Regions from separate parts of the Mus musculus genome. Here regions 2 and 3 are each linked to region 1. A link is a contact called in public promoter capture Hi-C data. All regions are on one chromosome and are shown on one strand. The core of a region is the stretch at or near the end of the contact, and the rest is flanking DNA. Distances in the headings are between cores, read along the strand shown.

Region 1 (3,764 bases), core at 519-3,018:
CACCTTGATCTCAGAGCTTTGGCCTCCAGAATAGTAAGACTAATTTTAGTCTGTGGCAGTTTGTTATTACAGACTGGCAGGATGATGCCAATGTCGATAATGAGACAATAGCAAATATTGATGAATATGGAGAACCAATAATGGGAACAAAAATAGTACAGCCACTTTGGGTAAAACAGTTTAGCATTTTCTTTAAAAGTTAAATGTTGGGCCTGGAGAAGTGGCAACATTATTAAGGACACTTGATGCTCTTGGATTGGTCCAGAGTTCAGTTCCCAGCACCCATGTTGACAGCTCACCACAGTTGCACTTTCCAGCATCTACCCAAGAGCAATAGAAGCATGTGTCTAACGAAGACTTGGTCAGGAATGTTGTTACATGTCATGCAACAGACACAAAGGAGAACAATTCAGATACCTGTCTGCGGACAAGCCGTGATTCACGACAGCAAGAGGGTTCCAGTCAGGGCTGGAGAGATGGCTCAGCGGTTAAGAGCACTTGACTGTTCTTCTGAAGGTCCTGAGTTCAAATACATGGTGACTCACAACCATCCGTAATAAGATCTGATGCCCTCTTCTGGTGTGTCTGAAGACAGCTACAGTTTACTTTTGTATAATAATAAATAAATCTTTAGGCTGGATTGAGTGGGCTCCACCAGAGTGAGCAGAGGTCCTGAATTCAAATTCCCAGCAACCACATGATGGCTCACAACCATCAGTACAGCTACAGTGTACTCATATACATAAAATAAATAAATAAATCTTTTTTAAGGCGGATTCCAGTCAACAGCAAGACAGAACTGTGAACAGAGAGTACTGCTGCCTCGAGCGGAAGACCAGGAGAAGCACGGCCACTAGAGATGCCCTGTGTGAAGCGAGGCATACTATCAACTAAACATCTGTCCAGTGCCTTCTGCATATTACCATTATTCAGGCACCAGTGACCAAGCAAGACAAGGCCAGTCCTAGGAAAGCTTCCAGCCCAGAAATTCAGACATGGAAAGGCGTCTAGAGGAGCGCCCTCTAGGTCAGAGGCCAACCACAGCTGTCCTGACCCCAGCTTCTATTGTGAGATCTCAGGGGAAGGAACAGGCTCTCCCTTAACCCCTGGAATCCCAGCTGGAGGAGCAGCCAGGGCTCCTCTGGTCTCCTGGTTGCCCCCCTGCAGTGAAGTGACATGAGATGTGAGAACTGGTGTGATGTATGCCTTTGCATGCTGTGTGTGTCAGGGGTGTAAATTGTGTATGAAGTGTGTCTTAGCAATATGTAGCCGGGCAGTGGTGGCGCACGTCTTTAATCCCAGCACTTGGGAGGCAGAGGCGGTGGATTTCTGAGTTTGAGGCCTGGTCTACAGAATGAGTTCCAGGACAGCCAGGGCTACACAGAGAAACCCTGTCTTGAAAAACAAAAAACAAACAAATAAACAAAAATCAACAACAAAAAAAAAGAAAGAAAGAAAGAAAGAAAGAAAGGAAGGAAGGAAGGAAGGAAGGAAGGAAGAAAGAAAGAAAGGAAGGAAGGAAGAAAGAAAGAAAGAAAGCAAGCAATATGTGCGTATGGGAGGGTGAAGTGTGTATCAAGTATGTGAAATGTATTTCGTGGGTGTGTGAAGTGCTTGTGTCAGGTGTGTGAGTGTGATAAGAGACAGTGCAGAGATCTGCCGTGGGAGGGGGTGTGAGGCCACCTGAGCCACAGTGGTCCCTCCTCCAGCCTGCATCTCCATGGCAACCACAGCCTCGCTCTCAGGCTTCAGCCCCTAGCCCGCCCCGCCTGGTGGTGAAGCGCCTGGAACTGCATCCTCCGCATCTACACTGCATCCCTGTCCTCCCGCGACTGCGTCCTGCAGCAACTGCCTGTGAGCCATTTCCACGTTTCTCCTTTTGGAATGGGGACGAGGGGGCCAGCATGTGTGCGTGGGTGTGCAAGGGTGCAGGGATGTGAGAGGTGCGAGGAAGGGGGCGGGTGCAAGAGTGTGTGACTGTGCGTCTGTGGGATGTACGTGCAAAGATATGGGTGTAGGGGTTGAGAGTCTATGTGGGAGTGATTTGACTGATCCGATGTCTGCCAGAGCGGTGGAGCACAGCCATCTCCTTCCTGTGGTCTCCACTAGAAGTCAGGTTGGCCCCGCTGGCTCCGGTGGAGGGTGGTCATTAGACCTCTCGGGACAGTTGGGGGCAGCAGCTCTGCTGGCTTGAGGTGGATGGAAAGGTCCCTAGACCTCAAGGTATGTCGAGAAACCCCTACAGGCCAGTGGCAGCCTGGACATTAGGAAGAATTATGGCTGCTCAGCCTGCACAAACCCCATATGAAGCTGCAAATCCTTATCCTGGGCATAGTAGGGTAGCAGGGGCGGCGGGACAGCTGGACCTCATCTCGCCCAGTTCATGGTGACTGCAGACCCCCTCCTTGTGGGCTGGCTCCACCTCTGCAGGTCTGGGAGAGCCAGTGGGAGCTGTGCATCTCCAAGGTGGCCCAGGGGCAAAACCGTCAGCTCCTGTTCGGGTCTGACTGCTGGGTGCTGGGTGTTAAAAAAGGAAACAGCTCGATGGAGAGAAAGGGATTAGCAGAAGGGGTGTTGCCCAGAACATTGAGCGTTAGGGCCTGATGGGGGTCGCTGAGTGAAGGTTAAAGGATGGTAGGAGGTATGATAGCCATTTGTCTCAAACCACCTGCCGCGGGGCTTGGCTCTAGATGCTGGGCCACAGGTGGCTGGTGAGTGTCGGGAGCCACAAGCAGCTGTGCCCCTCCTCTCTGTCCCTCTTTGCTTGGGCCCCACAGAACAACAGCCGTTCAAACTGGAGGCAAACATCTATGACCTAAAAGGCTTGGGTGCAAGCAGACCAGGGTGGGCACTGCGGCAGCGTCGTAAGAGGAGAGCACGAGCCCCCACCAATGTGCACTTCTGTGTGACGCAGCATGAAAGGGTCCGTGTGAACGTGAGTCTGTGACCTCTAACCCAGCTTTTATGGGTTTTCAAATAAAAATTCGCATCCTCCAATATTTGTCCGTCAGCGTCTTGTTGGTGCATAGACCGTGATCAGAGATACCCGCCCCACCACCCCCGGAGAGCGCTGAAAATGAAAAACAAACTCTCGGGAGACCAAATGACAGAGTGGGATAGAGGGGAGGACCCGTGGATGATGTTAGGAAGTCTTCCCAATTCTAAACCTTTATGACCCCTATCATCTTCCCAGCGGGAACCCCAAAATCCTAGATGGAATCTTCTGGTGTGCTGAGAGAAGGTGAGAGTTGTCCACTCTTGGGATGCGATGTTCTGCCTGACGACGGAGGGCTAGAAATTTGACAGGGAGCGAAAGGCCTGCCTTTGTTGCCATGGGAACCCGAGATGACGTAAACTAGCCCTGGCCGCTGCATCACCCAGGCAACCATAGGCGGAGCTCTTGGGGAGGCAGAGGTCTTTTGTCGTAGAGGCTTGAATGCTTGGGACGACATCGTCTATCCGTTCCGATTTCTTTCCTGGTTCTTTTACCTCCTTGTATTACCTGGCCGGCCGTTTATATTCCTTATAATTTCTGATCCATCTCTATCACAATGCCCAGCGGATGGGCCCTAAGCCGTCCGGTTCCCCTTGGGCTCAGGGCCAACCTTGAGCCAGCTGCCTCACTAGGACCGGATCCACCCCATAAGGAAATTCTTTATTGACACTCCATTAAGGCTGGGCCAGGCACTAGGTCACCTATGCCACGCGTCAAAGGGACCGGGTTCTAAAGGGCCTGCCAGAGATAGGGAGGGTGTGCATGAAGA
Region 2 (3,764 bases), core at 387-2,886, 980 kb before region 1:
AGGAGGAGTCAGAGCCAGCTGCCCTCGTGATCAATCTTCAACAGTGGGGTTCCCTGTCTTCATTCCTTCCTGGTTGGTCTCAGACAGAAACAAATTGCTCAGGAAGTCAGCTGAACCCACAAGGGCAGCTGGTGGGAGCTGGCTTTATTGGGTACTGGGTCAGCTCTGAGTCCAGACTTATCTCTTCGGGATAGAGCTGTGGCAGGATATCTTGAAGACGTCACAGCTAATAAGGTACATGGTTTGGGATGACCCATAGACTTTCTTGAGGGCTGGGATCTGTCTCAGATCCTTGGCCCAGGATCTGCTGGAAGATGTCTGGAAACAGTTGTCCAGGCATAAGAAGAGGCAGAGGGCCTCTGCAGGCAGGAGACAGGTGCAGGGCTGAAAAGGGAGTTCTGGATCCATCAGGTGGACTGGACCAGAACATAGTGAGCCAGTGTCACTGCTCTGAGACTTTGAGAGGAGAGATACTTGCTCCCCTCCTCAGCTCACCAGCTTCCCTCACAAAGATGGGGCTGAGCTCTACGTGGCTTGGTTAGGCTTCTCCAGGCTCATTCCCTGGTCTTTCTCTACCTAGCTGTCATTGATGTTCACCCTGCTCTGGAGAGTTTTCCCCCAAGGTGTGGGTCCAATGGCCACCAACTCCAGAGGTTCTCCCCGGATTCTTACCCACAGGCCTAAGTTGCTTTGTACATCCTCTGACCACTCTTAAACGTGCAAACTACAGCAAGCATTTACTCAAGTTAGCATTGGTCCCTAGCACACAGACATCTCAGTTCACTCACAGGTGTACCCAGGGTTTCCAGCTGCTCTGGCCACTCTAGGCAGCTGGATCCCTCAACACCACCCTTACCTCCCCACCTTCCAGAAGATGAGGAAACCGAGGCCCTGCTAAGTAGGCAATGGCCTGACAAGCCTCTTAGCTGAGGGCACCGGTTCCCCCAAGGGCCCACCGTTAACTCCATCACCACCGGATCTAAGCCAGATTCCAGGGTCGGAAAAGGTAGGGATGAGCCCCGAGGGTCCCTGGCGTTACTGCTGACGTCACTGGGCGTCCCGCCGAACAGAACCGCGACCCCTCCCCCAATATAGCTGAGCTGGGAGGAGCAGGACAGCAGGGGCTCTGGGCAGTCAGACCCCCAGGCCTTGGGAGGTCCGGGCCCTCTCGCTACGCGCCATCGCGTACCTCGCCCGTAGCCCAGCCGCTGGCGTAGCGCGCGGCCCGGGCGCACCAGGCTCCGGTGCACATACGTGAGCCACGCGGCGCAGGTGAGCAGCAGCAACAGCAGCAGCAGCTTCATCTGCTTGCGGACCTTCTTCACCGGGAACCACGGCATCGCGGCGCCACAATCAGGGGCGTCGCTGCGGCCCCCCGGCCCCGCCTGCCCCGCCCCACATCCCCCGGCCCACCCTGCTGCGCTTAGCGCCTGCAGCACCGCATGGTCCTTTGTCCGCTGCGGGGACTACGGGATTCGGCCACTACTCCCGGGCTGCTCAGGCCGCGGTCGGGGTGGGCGGCGGGAGCGGCTCCTTGAGGCGCTCCCCCGCCCGCCCCTCCCGGCTGCTCACGCTCCTCTGGACGCCGCGGGACCGAGCAGCATCCACGCTGCGGTGCTACCCAGCGTGAAACGGGACCGATGGTCGCGGTGCCCGAGCCAATCGGCCGCGGCCAGCCCGCGTACAACCAATCCGTGATGCTCGGAGGCGGGGTGGCGCGTTAGGGTGTGCCAATGATCCACACGACGCGCGCATTCACCTGGTGTTCGCCGGCCGCGCGCCCGGGGATGCGGGGGTTGTGGGGACCGAATCTGCGGTGAGGGACACCAGGGACGTCGGGGAGAGGGATGTAAGAGGTCGTTGTTACTGTGGAGGCCATGGCAGGGACGAGGGGTGCTGCGGGAATCCGGCTGCGTGTCTGGGAAAACGCTGGGAATAATGAGCACGCAGAGAAGGAGCTCAGCCTTCCTCTCAGTCGGACTAAAACGAGGCTGGGATGTTCTCGGCTAGCTGTAAGGAAGGACAGGTGGGTGGAGGGTGGTTCTATCCAGATAGCTTCAGTTGTGCACTCCATTCGCTTTCTAGCTGGTGCATCCCAGCCCTCCTGACTACCACCTCTCTCCCACCTTACCACCAGCCGCTTCTCTTTGAGGTTCCAGCCTAATGACCAGGGTACTTCAGTTGGTGTAGCAGAAGCTGCTGTGAGCCTGCAGAGCTCGTGGGTTAGGAATGGGGACTGGACATTTAAATAGTCTCCCTTCCTCCGTGATGCCATGGCCTTAAGTAGAAAGAAGCCATTGGAAGGAGATGGAATCTCTTAGAGACCTTCGCACCCTGGGTGGGTGTGCCCCAGTGGAGATGACTGGGCAACTTCCAGTGTCTGTTCTAAGGGGTGGCCTCCAGCTCAGTAGGCAAGGGAGCCTTCCCATACCACATGCACCACTGTGCTGTTTGCAAGGTGGCTTTGCTGGTTTTGTTTAGTTTGTGTTGTTTTGAGACAGTGTCTCACTGTGTAGCCTTAGTTGGCCTGGAGCTCTTAGACCGCTGCTTGCCTCTGCCTCCTGAGTGCTGGGATTCAAGGCATGTGTCACCACACCTGGCTTGCCTTTGTTTTTAACATTACCCCACCATCACTATGTATCCTTGGGACATAAAATCAAATTGGCCACATTTCTTTCTTTAAAAAAAAAACTTTTTAATTGTTTCTGTCGGGTTTTTTTGTTTTGTTTTGTTTTGTTTTAACTTTCTTCCAGGCATCAGCTGCTGTTCTCATCAGCTGGTTTCCTGTCCTGACTTTGTTTCTGATGCCTGCACTTGTTTATATCCTGAACATTGTCTCAGCACACACCAGCTTGTTGTAGCTACTTTTTCATCTTCCTAGTCATCCAGCTAAAAGACATCTTTACAACAGGAAGACTTGAGGGAGCAATAGAGAAGAACAAGAAGAAGAAAAGAGAGGGTCTCTGCTGTCTTATGTTTACTGGACAGAGGCAGAAAACAAATAATGTTTGTTGTTGTTCTGATTTGTTTTTGTTTTGTTTTGTTTTGGTTTGGTTTTGGTTTTTGAGGCAGGGTTTCTCTGTGTAGCCCTGGCGGTCCTGGAACTCACTCTGTAGACCAGGCTGGCCTTGAACTCAGAAATCCACCTGCCTCTGCCTCCCAAGTGCTGGGATTAAAGGCATGAGCCACCACTGCCCGACAAATAGCATTTTTTGTTTTGTTTTGTTTTGTTTTGTTTTGTTTTGTTTTGTTTAAGAAAGCAAATGTTGGGAAGCAAGCAAAGCGTTTGGGCAGAGAAGTGCACTAGCAGGGAAGAGTTCAGGGCCCTGTAGGCGACCCAAGCCCAAGACTCTCCTCTCTTCATCTAGAGTCGGTAAAGCAAGTAGGGTAAGGCAGAACAACTGAGGAGTCAGCAAACCGTGATCAGCTAGACAGCGGTTCCCCTTGCTAACACATCTGGCCGAGACCACATCTCACCCCAACCACAGAAGGAAATGTTTCAGTCTAACCAAGCAGACAGCACGACAACAGGATCTATTGATGAACGTATGCACTTCAAACAAACAAAAACCCAACTGTATTTGTCTTTTTTTTTTTTTTTTTTTACAGATTTTAATTCATTGTTTTATGTATATGGATGTCTTGTCTGCATGCGTGTCTGGTCTACCACCTGTGTGCCCAGTGCCTACAGAGGCCAGAAAATGGTGTTGCATCTCCTGGAACTGCTTTTAAACCGCCGTGCTGGTGCTGGGAACTCAACCTGA
Region 3 (3,764 bases), core at 665-3,164, 890 kb before region 1:
GGCACCGTGGGGACATGAAGCCAGAAGGAGGCAAAGCTCATACCCGGTCCCCCACCCCCACCCCTCACACAAAGAACTCTGGTTAATTACTGCCCAGTTCAAGTGGCCAGAAACCTGCCCTCAGACTGGGAAGATGCAGGACGAACTCAACACAGGACTAGTCCAGGGGCAGAAAGTCACAGCACGTGCACTTTATTGAGTCCACCATGGACAGATTTGTGAGTGTCACATTTGCATATGTATGGGGCAAATGGTCAGGACTAAGTCTAGGGTTTGGGGCAGCGATAGACAAGGAAACACATAGCAAGCCTGGGAGGCCCCAGAATCTGTTATCTACTGTGAGATGTTGCAAGACATCTCACATCATCTAATGGCACAGACAACGATGACGACGATGGCCGTGAGGATGGTGAAGAACAGGGAGCTGATGTTCAGGCACTTGGCGGTGGAGGCGAAGGCCTGGGCCCCAGTCGTATCACCCACCATCTTCCTGTCCCTAGACTGGAAGAGACCAGATGGTCAGTGGCACTGGAGCTGGCCAATGGAAAGACAAGTACTGACTCAGCTCCCCATCACCTTCCTAGCCCACTGTGCTCCTCTTAATCTTTAGGCCAGGGACCTTCTTCCACTTTACCACACTCACGACTACCCAGAAACACCCAGCACTAGCCTCTTACTCTACTGTTTCCTGTTAGTTCCTAGTGAACTTTCCATCCAGCCAGGAGTGTTAATCTTCAGGGTTAAGGAACCTTCCAGGGGGCTGGAGAGAGGGTTCAGCGGTTAAGAGCACTGACTGCTCTTCCAAGAGGTCCTCTCACACAGGAGATAAGGGATGTCGGTCTCGAGGCTCTAAAGTTAGGGGTTTATATAGGAAAGGAGTGGGGGTAGGGGGAGGATTGGCACAGTTACACACAAATGGGCAATTTAAACATCAGAGAGCTGTATGTGATAGTAACTCTAAAGGGAGGGTGTTTATCTTGGTCGGCAGGACATCTGGCTAAGCCCAAACCATATCAGCAGGTGGCCCATTACTCATCAGAGCTTGTCCTGGAGATTGTCCTTGCGTGCCTTTCTTGTCTCAATGGCTAGTTGGTACCTAGGATGACTTTACAGCCTTTGTTCTTTGCTCTAAGCCCAAAAAGCCCTCCTAACTAGCAAGCCGCAAGAGTCAAGGACCTTGAATAAACTTTCTGGCTAGGGCTTTGAAGTCTTGAATTTAGCTTTCTTTCTTTCAAGTTCAAATCTCAGCAACCACATGGTGGCTCACAACTATCTATGAGATCTGATGCCTTCTTCTGGTGTGTCTGAAGACAGTTACAGTGTACTTATAATAAATAAATAAATCTTTTTTAAAAGGGGGGGGCATTCCAAGAATCAGGAAGTAAGGAGACTTCCTTCAAACTTTAGGCTATGATGGAGATACCTTGACCCACGGATCCCCAGGCACCTCCTGGGATTCCCTCCACACATACACACAAACATACACATACACACACACACACACAACCCAGGTACCACCTGGGTAAGTCAAGGTTGAGGCCCATACAATACCTTCACGGAGTAGGCATAGGCTACGAAGCCCAGGCAGCAGAAGTTCATGAAGAGTGTATTGAACAGGGACCAGACCACATGGTCAGGCGTGGAGATCTCAGGCATGTTGATTGTGGTGGCTGTCGCAGAAGTTGAGATGTGGGGTGACCCCAGTACAACCACCTCTTGCTGCTCCTTAGGCATCTCTCGGCTTTTGAAGCTGCAGAGTGAGAATAAGGAAGGAATGAGAAGGCTTTTCAAACTGGGCAGTCCGGAGCCTGCTGCGCAGTGGGCCGGCCTTTTTCCTCCAGTGGGGTCTGTTTCTCAGAAACCTACTTCCTTATGTTTACAATTTGGTGTGCTTTTTAGGGGCTGCGGAGTTAAGGGCAAATAGTGGTTTCAAGTTACCATTAGGGTGTGGGCAGGGAGAGCCACTCCCACCCCTTTTCAAGCTGTCCTAATCCCCAGAGGCTGGGGTTTGAAGCTGTGAGGCAGCTCACCCCCTCCACTGGGAAGGAGAGGTGACTGCAGTGTTCCCCAGTGCATAGGTTACAGTAAGCAGAAGGGAACAACGCGGTCGCTCCGAGTTTGCTTTGAGGAGGGATGATGTTTTGCACATTCTTTAGCTCCCTTTGTTGTGACTGAGAACAGGAGCACACAACTTGTCATAGACTCTAACATCCACCCTCTGTACAGACAGGGCCGAGAGCTCAGGATTCTACATTTTTAGTTTATTTGCTTTTGCCTTAGTAAGAGACTCATTCTAGAAGCTGAAGCTGAGAGAAAAACAAAGGTCTATAAAACAGAAATTCCCCAGAGATAACTCTACCCCAAATCCTGACCCCCCCGAACTGCTGTGTGTCCTAAGAAGGGGATTTATTAGAATAACTTACAGGTGTGGTCGAGGAGCCCTAAAATGACTGTCTCCTGATGGAAAGGCCTAGGATCCAGGCGTTGTCCACAAGACTAAAGTCAGCTGTGTCAATGTGGTGCTAGAGTCCCAGGGAGATTCTACAGAGGTCCGTTGGGACCCTGAGGAAGTAGGTTCTAATATCTCTGGAACAGGAGAGAGAAACTGAGCAGCAAGAGGGTAAGCAGGCAAAACCATCCTTCTTCCATGACCTTTTATGTGGGGTGCCACCAGAAGGTGTGGCCCACATTTAGGGTGGCTTTTCTGACCTCAAATAATCCAACCAGGAAAAACAAAAAAGCAAAGCAAAGCAAAAACAAAAAAGCGCCCTACTCTCTCAGGTGTGCCCAGGTGTGCCCAGATGCTTGTGTTACAGTTGATTTTAGATGAAGTCAAGTTGCTAAGCAACATTAGCCATCACAGCATATGAATATACTGGCATTATCAAGACTGACCCATGGTCTGAAGTCCTCACTGTGTGCTCCATGCCATCCCTTTGCCCCCTTAACGTACTTAAAAACCAGGAAGCCTCAGAGCTGTGCCTCTCCTTCATCCTCCCAAAACTCCCCGCCTCTTCCCTTTTTCTTCTGTAGAAAAAGCCCCTAATAAAAACCTCGCCTGGGGGGCTGGCGAGATGGCTCAGAGGGTAAGAGCACTGACTGCTCTTCCGAAGGCCCTGAGTTCAAATCCCAGCAACCACATGGTGGCTTACAAACATCTGTAATGAGATCTGATGCCCTCTTCTGGTGTGTCTGAAGACAGCTACAGTGTACTTACATATAATAAGTAAATCTTTAAAACAACAAAACAACAACAAACCCAAAACCTTGTCAGGGAATTTGCTTTGTCTACTTCTAGATCTGAAGCTCCTGGGGTTTGCAGCCATCTGGCTTAAACTTTTCCAAGCCATTAGCGCTTAATTTCACTCACAGTTGGCATTTCAGAGGACAGAGATGACCAGAGTAAAATTTAATATCACCTTCTGGGAAGTCATACCTACATAAAAGCTGCAAAGGAGAACAGCAGATGTCTAGAAGAAGCCACTGAAAGCCTTTGGGTAACGAATCGTGCTATGGAGGACAGCAGAGTGGCCAGGCCAGGCCAGAGAAGGGAGAGGCAGCAGGAGGCAAAGCAGCTGGCAGAACTCTCCAGGAGTTGTCTTGACTGATTGACACCCCTCCAGTCCCACCCCCCCAGGCAATGCCATCATCACCTTTGTTTGGGTTTGATTGTGTATCAAGAATGAGGAGCCAAAGGCACAGGGATAAAGGTATTTACCAGATTAGAATCTAGATAAAAAAGTTTATTTATTTATTTATTTATT

What was found. Promoter capture Hi-C pulls out the DNA fragments that hold promoters and counts their contacts.
Region 2: a contact with region 1 is called in a promoter capture Hi-C map of embryonic stem cells, with 7 times the contacts expected there. The contact joins the promoter of B4galnt4 here to the promoter of Caly in region 1. A contact is called at or near these places in 10 of 39 promoter capture datasets (3T3-L1-derived adipocytes, cranial neural crest, embryonic stem cells and 6 more), 12 of 484 Hi-C or Micro-C datasets (Th2 cells, cerebellum, cerebral cortex and 9 more) and 10 of 115 datasets of contacts at active chromatin or transcription factors (embryonic basal ganglia, embryonic forebrain, embryonic hindbrain and 6 more).
Region 3: a contact with region 1 is called in a promoter capture Hi-C map of embryonic stem cells, with 4 times the contacts expected there. The contact joins the promoter of Ifitm1 here to the promoter of Caly in region 1. A contact is called at or near these places in 8 of 39 promoter capture datasets (cranial neural crest, embryonic stem cells, epiblast stem cells and 5 more), 10 of 115 datasets of contacts at active chromatin or transcription factors (bone marrow-derived macrophages, embryonic hindbrain, embryonic midbrain and 4 more) and 1 of 9 other capture datasets (embryonic stem cells).

Annotation. Positions count from the first base shown.
Region 1 is chr7:140,080,552-140,084,315 of GRCm38.p6, reverse strand. Caly (calcyon neuron-specific vesicular protein) reads left to right here and starts at 1,768. Exons shown (of 5, transcript NM_001190385.1): 1 at 1,768-1,854.
Region 2 is chr7:141,058,850-141,062,613 of GRCm38.p6, reverse strand. B4galnt4 (beta-1,4-N-acetyl-galactosaminyl transferase 4) reads right to left here and starts at 1,636. Exons shown (of 20, transcript NM_177897.4): 1 at 1,190-1,636. The coding sequence starts at 1,340. It overlaps Gm39114 (a long non-coding RNA gene), which reads left to right and starts at 1,575. Exons shown (of 2, transcript XR_881000.2): 1 at 1,575-1,816; 2 at 3,610-3,764.
Region 3 is chr7:140,966,226-140,969,989 of GRCm38.p6, reverse strand. It overlaps Ifitm1 (interferon induced transmembrane protein 1), which reads right to left and starts at 1,914. Exons shown (of 2, transcript NM_001112715.1): 1 at 1,552-1,914; 2 at 163-501. The coding sequence starts at 1,734. The coding sequence ends at 364.